Regions from separate parts of the Zeugodacus cucurbitae genome. Here region 1 is linked to region 2. A link is a contact called in public Hi-C data. All regions are on one chromosome and are shown on one strand. The core of a region is the stretch at or near the end of the contact, and the rest is flanking DNA. Distances in the headings are between cores, read along the strand shown. Region 1 holds the start of LOC105215040 (protein bric-a-brac 1). Region 2 holds the start of LOC105214101 (protein bric-a-brac 2).

Region 1 (4,556 bases), core at 368-2,867, 200 kb after region 2:
AGTCCAAGACTAATAAATGTTCAATCTACAGTTTCATGAATACCGAAACATATGTTACGTTACTTGAAAATGAGCCTAATTAGACTAAAACTGCCCCATTTTTCCTCATATAAGATCATTTTATATGGCATTAGCTTATCTATATCTATCTATATAACATCCAACTCAGAAAATATCGAAACAAAATTTAACGTTTTCTAGACCTCAATATCCGAAACATATTTCAGTTGACTCTATGCCATATATATCCGGCTATATTTTAATTATATTAAACACATTGGTGATAAGGTTTCCTTGAACATACTTTAGGTTAAAACTCCAATTTTCGGAATATAATGATTTTGAACTTTCCGATTTTATAAATCAAAATGCACGAAACTTAGTAATTCAAAAATCCGAATTAAAAATATATAATACCCATTTTAACCCAAAAATGTTTCAATTAGATATATCAACTCTTGAGTTAGGCAATGTTTTCTGTTCTTAACCCGAATCAAACCGCCATTACCATATGGTAACGCAAATTGTTCCCTATATATTCATAAATAACTTGAAATTTACACTATAAAACAACAAACTACGCTGATTTTTCGCATTTCCGGATAGGTTATATATTGAATATAATGAATCGTAAAACAGACTTCACCTTCGTGCTCAGGCGGTCAAAATACATAGGTGTATTTAATTTCAGAAAAATCTGAAACGTAAAAAGTTCTGGGCAGTACCGGGTTAAGTACAAAATTCTGACAAAAACTAAGTTATATGTTATCGAGGTTAAAATTCAGACATCTACGAGCTATATTATATAGCGAAAATTGGCTGTTAAAGTTTGTATACATAGTAATGCCGTCGGCATGCAATGTATTTACAATCATAAGCTGAAAATGTTATTTCTGCTTCTAGTTCACATTTTGAATTTTGGATATAAGAAGTATTAAAAATTTATATTTATTTACAAAAGGATTTAAAAAAATGGTTTAAACACCAACACACATCGACATCTGTATGCCGTTAAATCTAATAGCGATAATAATAGTCCGTTCGAACCCAGTTTTGATTTGGTTTCTGGTGCCATGTCCACTGTATTGAAAAATATCATTATTTATAATTTATTCTAGGGCAACCGGAAATAGGTTATGTTTCCAGCCAATGTTGTATAGATCCGCTAATGATTATCATAAGAAATACTATCAAATCGTCAAATTGTCCGAGAGCACCAGACTATCTTCGCTTGATCAAAGCATAAACAAATGCTTTGCTGTTCAATAGCACAAACTCCATCTCTCGTAAAATATACAAACACATATATCTCAGAAAGGAAATATAATTCGCTCCAACATTTAAATAAGTTATAAAGCTATTTTTAATAAATTCGTGAGAAAATATGGTTTATAACAAGCAACGGAGAAGGATCTTATCAGTTATAAGTTTGTGACAGTGATCTTTAAGAATCACAAAGAAGTCAGGGACTATTAATTTAAAACTCACAAATTAAAAACTAAAATAGACGATATAATAAAAAATTAAAAAACAACATAGGATTTAAACAAAAAATTGTGTTATATAGATTGGAAATATATATTCTTATAATTTCTTTCTATCTCTATACAGTTTAAATGAAAAGGAATAAAAATAAACAATATACAAAATGTGAATACACTTAATAAATGAAGACTTACACTCAATGCAATGATTTGCCGGCGGTTGTGTGAAATTCTATTGTAAAAATATGAGTACATTCTTACAACTTGAATCACTGAAGTGAAAATGTAATGATATCAATTAGCCAACGACAAGTCTAACCGCCACAACCGAAACCAAAATAAACACATAAGTGATCATAGATTAACCACCGAGCGACAGCAGCTAAAATGACTTCCAACTCACCGCCACCGCAAAGCGGCGGTCTACGACCGCTGAGCGCTGCCGATAGTGCGACAACTTCCTCGCCATTTCGTTCGCTACTCTCAAGTCCAATGTTGTCACGACAGCGTGCCAACATCGCAGCACGCACTTCATCGACCTCATCGGTTTCATCGCCCGCGTCTCCGCAGCCACCGCCACCACGACCCGCTTCCGTGTTGCCAAGCTTTCTTGGCAGTCCGCTCACACCGCCGCCACAGTCAGCGTCAACACACTCGACCGCAGCCGGCGGAGAACAAGGCGATGAAAGTCTTACGACGCGCGAGCACGAGTCCAAAGCAGCGCGCTGTAGTCCACTGTTGCGTGATGAGTCGCCAATACCACCCGCTTCCTCTACCACGACGCACACACCTACGCCTGGTGGTGAGAACATTGGCGCACGTGCCACATCACCCAATGGCACCAGTGGTATTGGGGCGGCACAAGCCATCTCGCCGCATTCCTCGACCGGCTCCACCACCACTGTGCCGCAACAGTTTTGTTTGCGTTGGAACAACTACCAAAGCAATTTGACGAGCGTCTTCGATCAGCTCTTGCAAACCGAATCGTTTGTCGATGTGACCTTGGCCTGTGATGGACGTTCGATTAAGGCACACAAAATGATACTCTCCGCGTGCTCACCCTATTTTCAGATGTTGTTTTCAGACACACCCTGTCAGCATCCCATTGTTATTATGCGCGATGTCAACTGGTCCGACTTAAAGGCGATCGTGGAATTCATGTATCGCGGTGAGATCAATGTTAGTCAAGATCAGATTGGTCCACTTTTGCGTATTGCAGAAATGCTGAAGGTACGTGGGCTGGCGGATGTCAGCGCGGGCAGTGTGTCCGCGGAAGAAGCGGCGGCGGAGCGTTTACTGAAAGAACTGCATTCTCCCTCCAAGTCATGTTCACCGAAAAGAGGCGGAGATAGCGGGTCTCCTGCTTCAAAGCGTGAACGTAAGGATTATAGTGATCCGATTGCAGAAACAGAAGAGCCGTTGGCTTTTCTGGACGCTGAGAAGAAGTTGCGTTTAGGTCGCGCTGACTGGGATTTCAGTACGGCAACCAGTGGCAGCAGCACCAGCGGCGATATTCTCGGCGCCAGCAGCAATCTTGAGTTGCGTCTTTCACCTCTGCTGTTACCACAACAACAGCAGCATCAAAGTTCGCAACAGCAACTACAACAACAGCAATCTCGTCATGTACGTAAGCGCCGTTGGCCATCAGCTGACATGATCTTCAATCCGCCACCAAGTCCCTTAAGTGGACTCATTGCAGCCGAACGAGCTGAACGCGAACGGGAGCGTGAACGGGAGCGAGAGCGGGAACGAGAACGCGAGCGAGAACGTGATCGTGATTGTACAATAATCACACCGCCTCAAACCACATCGGCTGCTGGCGCCGCTCCCTCCAGCACAACACAGTCAAGCGCGCGTAGTACATCGCGTCTAACACCTTCATTACTCGAGACTGCTGCGCACTTAGACCTGCCCTCACCATCTACAACGCCAGCACCATCTCTCTTGCGTCCAATGCGCACACCGCCCGGTGTAGCTACCCATCTAACGCACCACCAACAACAACAACAGCAGCAGCAGCAGCAACAGTCACATCTTCCCGGACAAGCGCAGTCACAACAATCGCATCTTCTGCATCCGCATCGCGCATCGCCTGCCTCAGCGGCGGCAACACCTACACACCCGTCCAGCTTGATCAGTGGCCAGCTAACAGCCACACCCGTGGGTAGTAGCGGTGTGAGCGGCCGTTCAGAGCAGGGTGCTGGCGCTAGTGACTCGCGGTTCGCGCTGGGCTCTCAAGCGGCTGCGATGGCGGCCGCTGTAGCCGCACAGATGGACTTAGGAGCGATGGGTATGCCACACGGTAGTGGTCCACCGCCGACGCATGCGCCGCATCATCACACCTCCTCACTGGCCGATGATCTGGAAATAAAACCGGGTATTGCGGAAATGATACGCGAGGAAGAGCGGGTGAGTCCATTAAGTAATTTCATTCAACAAAATAATTCATGTTCAGCTCTACTCTTAAGACTGCTTACTGATTTTTCCTCAATCACAACCACCTACACAGTACTTGTGTAGCCGACGGCGAAGTGATTAATTCAAAGTTCAGTACATTCATTTAAGCGATCGCTCATTGAAAGTCACGCTTTTATTTTGATTCTCATTTTCGCGTGTGCACTGTGTCCACACGTCACTTGAGCGCCACGTTCATGAGCACCGCATGAATTATTAATTTATTCGCAGCACATTGCGCGGTTCGTGTCGCTTCAGTTGACGTCACAAATGTGACACTAATCTGCGTTGCGTTTTAGCCACCACAGCGTGCTTACCGCTCGAGGCAAATCTGGTGATCGTGCTAATATGCGACTGACTTAATCATACTTAATCTTACCCAACTAGTATTCAAGTGTATACCCTGCAGAAAAATTGTACATAACCGAAGCAGATTATAGTAATATTAAAGTGGATTTCTTCGAAAATATTACTTGAAAAATTTACCCTCTTATCAAAAACTATAAAGGTGGAAGTGACAAGAAAAAACCGTTCGTTCGATTCACCACCCTTAAAAGAAAACTTTTCAGTTTAGTTTAATGTTCAGCGATCTCAATGCCCTCAGAGTCCTAATGTACA
Region 2 (5,065 bases), core at 1,164-3,663:
TGTTGGAAGCCATTCTTGGTGTATCTTTGCGTTCTAAGTTTGGTTGACGTAGAAAAAAATATAAATAAAGGCAAGAGAATTTCGTTGGGACAAATAAAGGGTGTTTTTTTTTAGACATGCGGTCTTCAAGAAGAAATAATACGAATATAATTTAATTTTATGGCGTGTTTAGCATTATTATAAAAAACAAGAGTCTGACATTATGCTTTGAGGGGCACACCTAGTGTAATGGTTATCAATTATTTAAAAAATTTAAGAATATATTTACACATATTTCAAAAATATACAGTGAAATTTTTGAAGACAAATATTAAATATTTTTTATGTTATAGTCGATCTCCAACGGCTCGAAAAAAAGGTCCTTCACTGCTGCAGTGATTCCGGCCTTCTCCGTGGATGAAATCTAAAAAAAAAAATTCTCGTTAAACTATATAATATTGCCTGTACAATGATCTACGATAAAAAAATAGTCAAAAATTGACAATTGACGTTTTAAAAAAAATAGTCGAATTTTACCCAAAATTTTGATCGTTTTTGGCCTGCCAAAATTTGATTTTTTGATCAATCAAAAATCGACAGTCATAGGTACGGAGAACTATATATAGAACATGTAAAAAAAATTCGATGTGATCGGATCATTTGTTTTTGAGTAATCACTGCAGCAAATTCGGAAAATGCTGTTTCGTGTTTAAAGATAAAATGATCGTTTACACTGTTACCGAGCTGATGCTCTTTAAATTGCTATAACTCAAAAACTATTTGAGATATCGATTTGAAATTTTAATCTGTTATCTTTAAATAGATTTTTTTTTGAAATTCCACACTAGGTGTGCCCCTTAAAAATGAAAAATGAAGTGACCGCCATAATTTAGGCTGGTTCGAATAAATTCCAGTCGAGAGTTCCAATTTTTTGCAGCAACATTGTTCCGAATTAAGTCTGTGAATTATGAAATGGTAAACTAAACTGAGTATGAATCAAGTGGATAGATCAACTCCGTAAAATGTATTGCCTCAACCACACGTCTAACAAAAAACTCCGTTACAATTTTGATCGAATTAAATAATTAAGTTTTCATGAAAATGAACATAAAAAATTTGTTCTATTAATATTTACAATTAGAATTTTATCAACATTTTCTTCATGCAGTCTTTGGACCCTTTTAAACTAAATGTTATAAGAATCTTGCATATAAAGCCTGCCATTCAGAAACTTAAATTATCTATGAAATGTTGCGATGTGTAAATGCATGTTTTACTAAACTAACTATAGCTCGCTAAAAGCTGAATTAGTGCTAACAATGTATTTATTAAAATTAATAGTCAATTGTTACAGCAACAATCAGGTTGTTATCACCTTATTTCTTGGAATAATTATACGTATGTATCTACTAGATAATTATGTATTTCCTACATTTTCAAAATTGTTGACTGTTTTTGCATAACAGGGATTATTAAGTGATATTAAGTGAATGAAATCACTTTGATCACTATTATCTATTATTAATATATTTTCCAATATTTAAAATAATTTTATTGAAATAATTAGAAAAAGTTGGATAATTGTATAATAATATTTAATTCAATATCTCACAAGTTGTGATGAAATCTTCATACGACGTGACTAAAATCGCTCTTTTTTTGGATTTATTACAAAATTTTATTTCTTAAAATTGCTTGGAAATATAATATATTGTGCTAATTAAACTATTTTAATTATCTTAACAATGAATTTGCCAATTATTATATACCCAACATTAATACAAATATTAAAAAAAAGTTCATCATTGCTAAAACTGTTACTAATACTCTCTTGCTAACGCGCCACTATAATTATGCGCTCTTAAATATTTTGACAATTCTCTGCAACCAAAAACTAAAAGCTAAACAAAAACACAAATCTTTCGTAGCAACTCAATGTCGGCACAGCAGCAGCAGGGGTGTTTTGCCGATCAACGGAATTGTGAGAAAACGAAACAGAGAGCAAATGCAGCGAATTCGCCTGTCAACGGTCACAAGATGCAGGCACACACCCCCAAAACGGAATGCAACCGTTGGAGCAGAGGCATCCTCAACAACAGTAACAACAACCAGAGCAACCCACAACAGCAGCAGCAGCACAAGGCGGCAGCAGTGCATTGCGTGGAGAGAGAGAGAGAGCCACACACACACATATTGAAGGAAATGACTTTACGGTGCTCACGCATACCAGCGCAGCGCCATAACAACTGAGCTGAAGCGGCGAGTGGCGGCTCGTACGAAGCCAATTGGCGAAGCGGGCCGGCGCGCGTTTGTAGTGTGAGTGCCACGGGAGTTTGCGAGAGTGTATGCGTGTGCCGCGGCGAGTAGACAGCGCTGTTGGCGACGCTGCAAGCTGCATTCGGTCCACGTATGAACCGCAAACACAGAGTTTTATTCACGTACGCGAGTTCAGTTCGCATTCAACTGTTGTGTCGTGTCGTTCGTCTGATTGAATTGAATAGCGCATTTTAACGTCGACGAGAGTGTGTGAAGCAGCAAGCAAAATTGCCATTGTAATGATGTTGATGATGAACAGCAACTGTTTTGATTGAACGGCCCAAGCGACCGCGCGCACATTTTGTGAATGAGCGTAGAGTAAATGGTAAATGTTGGATGCGATCTGTTTATTTTCGTTCAGATGTGATGTGATGTATGGCGACAGCCGCAAACGTGAAAGAAACGCGCAATCAAAAATTTATGTGCGGCAGCTAGAAAGTTAAAAAATAAATGAAAACAAGAACAAAAACACAAAATAATTTTTGTGAAAATTATAAACAAAAAATATAATTAATTAATGACAGTGCAGTAACTGTAGTGAATTTATAATATAATAAAAATTTAAATACCAAAAAAGTGAACTGCATAATTCTAGTGCGCTGCAGTGTAGTAAAATTTTTTATAAGAAAACGGTGAAAAAGTGATTATTTATGCGCGACGCAAACGACGAAAATCGATTTTCAGAACAAAACATAATAAATATGTATGTATGTGCATAAAAAATATATATAGTATATCAGCCGTCTATATATATAGAGAGATATAACAAAACCGTATAAATAAAACTTAAATTAATGCGCGCAGAAAAAGCAAGCGCAGCAGTAAAAAGCTGTGAACAGCAGCGGCAGTGAACAGTGAAAAAGTTTCCAGCGTTGCAGCGCAACAAATTTGTAATTTATTAATTTATTACACTTCAGTTTGCCAACGTTGTGCGCCTGCTTCCGCCACCCAGGCTCCTTTATATACCACCAGTACAACTTGTATAATAATTGCTACTGTTGTTGTTGTTATCGCTGTTGTTGGCCATTGCCATTGTCGTTCCGCAGGTTCCTTTTTGTTTTTATTGTTGTGCACATTGTTTTTTATGACTATTGCTGCTACGGTACATGTTGTTGTCGCCGTTGTTTTTGTTGTTGTTGCATATTATAAACGTGTTTACGCGCGCCTTACAAACCGAAACCAAAACCAACTTCTCAGCCAACCAACCAACCAACCAGCCACCCACCGTAGAACTCACAGACACACGCACACAGGTGGCAACCGCCTCAAACTCAGCCTCATCTCATACTCAGCGTAACAGCCTTGATGTTAAGGACAGCCGGATGTCCTTACTTTCATACGCTCGCCTCATTATTATAACGGTTATTGTACATAGTTGTGTGCCTGTGTGTGCGCTTTTTTGTTTTCTTCGTAGACTGCGAGAAGACGACGATCTTTGCAAACTTACTGCCAGTCAGCCACCCAAAGGAGCTACTCAGCAGCAACGCAGCGGAAATACATATATGTATATGTACACAAAGGGCTTGTTGAAAGCGAGTATATATGAGGCCGCGCTGTCTTATAAAGTAGAAATATAAATAAAATGGAATCTTCTTCGTTTGTTTTTGGCTGTGAAGGCGCCAAGTCGCGTGTGGTGGGGCAGCAAAGATGAGTAAGTCGGATTTCCGACGCGGTCCATGACGGCAATGCTGTGAGTTGTGGAGCAACATTAATTAGTATTAACGGCTCGAAGGTTGGGCAGAAGAAAGGACGCACACAGCAAGACGGCACAGTGATAAAAGTTGTGTGAAAGCAAGCGATACACTAGTACAATAAACAATAAATACCGTTAGATTTCGTAAAGGAAGTGTTGGCGATAATTAAAGATTTTCACGGACGGGTTAGAAGTAATGAGGAGGAAACAATTTCTTGATAATTTAGAAAGTTGAGAATTTGGGTTTTGGCCGACTTTTTTGGATTGTGGTTAAGAGTTTATAGAAGTAAAAAATTAAAAAAAAAAAATTTTGAAAACAGAATTGATAAGTTATAAAATAAATATTCAGATAAAGAAGTCAAATAAGAAAAGCTGAAAATGGAGGAAAATATTTTGACTTAATTTACATAACTCTTTCAAGAGCCACAAGTTATAAGAAGAAAGTCCCTAAAGAGATTGACTAAATAAAAATACTTTTATAGCAAAATTTTATATTTTTTTTTAATTAATTAAATTATTAAATTAAATTAATTATTTAAAAAAATTGTTATATCAAAAAAAATATTAAAAAAATTTTTCGATTTCGCCACACTGTGATTGCTACACAGTAATTGGCCCCAAACAAAGACGAAGATAAACGTACGAACTGCCAAAACTTTGCAGCAATTTATTATATTCATATATTAATATGCAACAAAAACCATATATTATATGTATAAACAACAAAATATCGTACACACACAATTACAACAATATATATTTGGTACATTAATAATTATATACGCAATATATGAAGGCGCAATATTTCACAAAGATATTATATATGTGTGCACAAATGCACGAAAAAGGACACGCAGAAAAAAAAAAACAAAAATAAAAAAAATTGACAATACAAATAATAAGAAGCGCAACAACAAAAACAATAAGGCAATAAAAATAATATAAAGCAGCAAAGTAGCGTAGCGTTGCCATACTACAACATAATGGCGGTAGTAGCAGCAGAGGCAGCGACTGTGGCAGCAGCATTAATAAATTAAATAAATAAAATATAAAATAAAATAAAATAAATAAAAGAAA

What was found. A called contact is a pair of places that touch in the nucleus more often than the background predicts.
Region 1: a Hi-C map of whole body shows a contact between it and region 2, with 4 times the contacts expected there. The contact joins the promoter of LOC105215040 here to the promoter of LOC105214101 in region 2. A contact is called at or near these places in 2 of 2 Hi-C or Micro-C datasets (both in whole body).

What each region holds. Positions count from the first base shown.
Region 1 is chr4:67,840,836-67,845,391 of idZeuCucr1.2, forward strand. It overlaps LOC105215040 (protein bric-a-brac 1), which reads left to right and starts at 1,618. Exons shown (of 4, transcript XM_054229194.1): 1 at 1,618-3,893. The coding sequence starts at 1,872.
Region 2 is chr4:67,642,943-67,648,007 of idZeuCucr1.2, forward strand. LOC105214101 (protein bric-a-brac 2) reads left to right here and starts at 2,414. Exons shown (of 5, transcript XM_054228530.1): 1 at 2,414-2,620.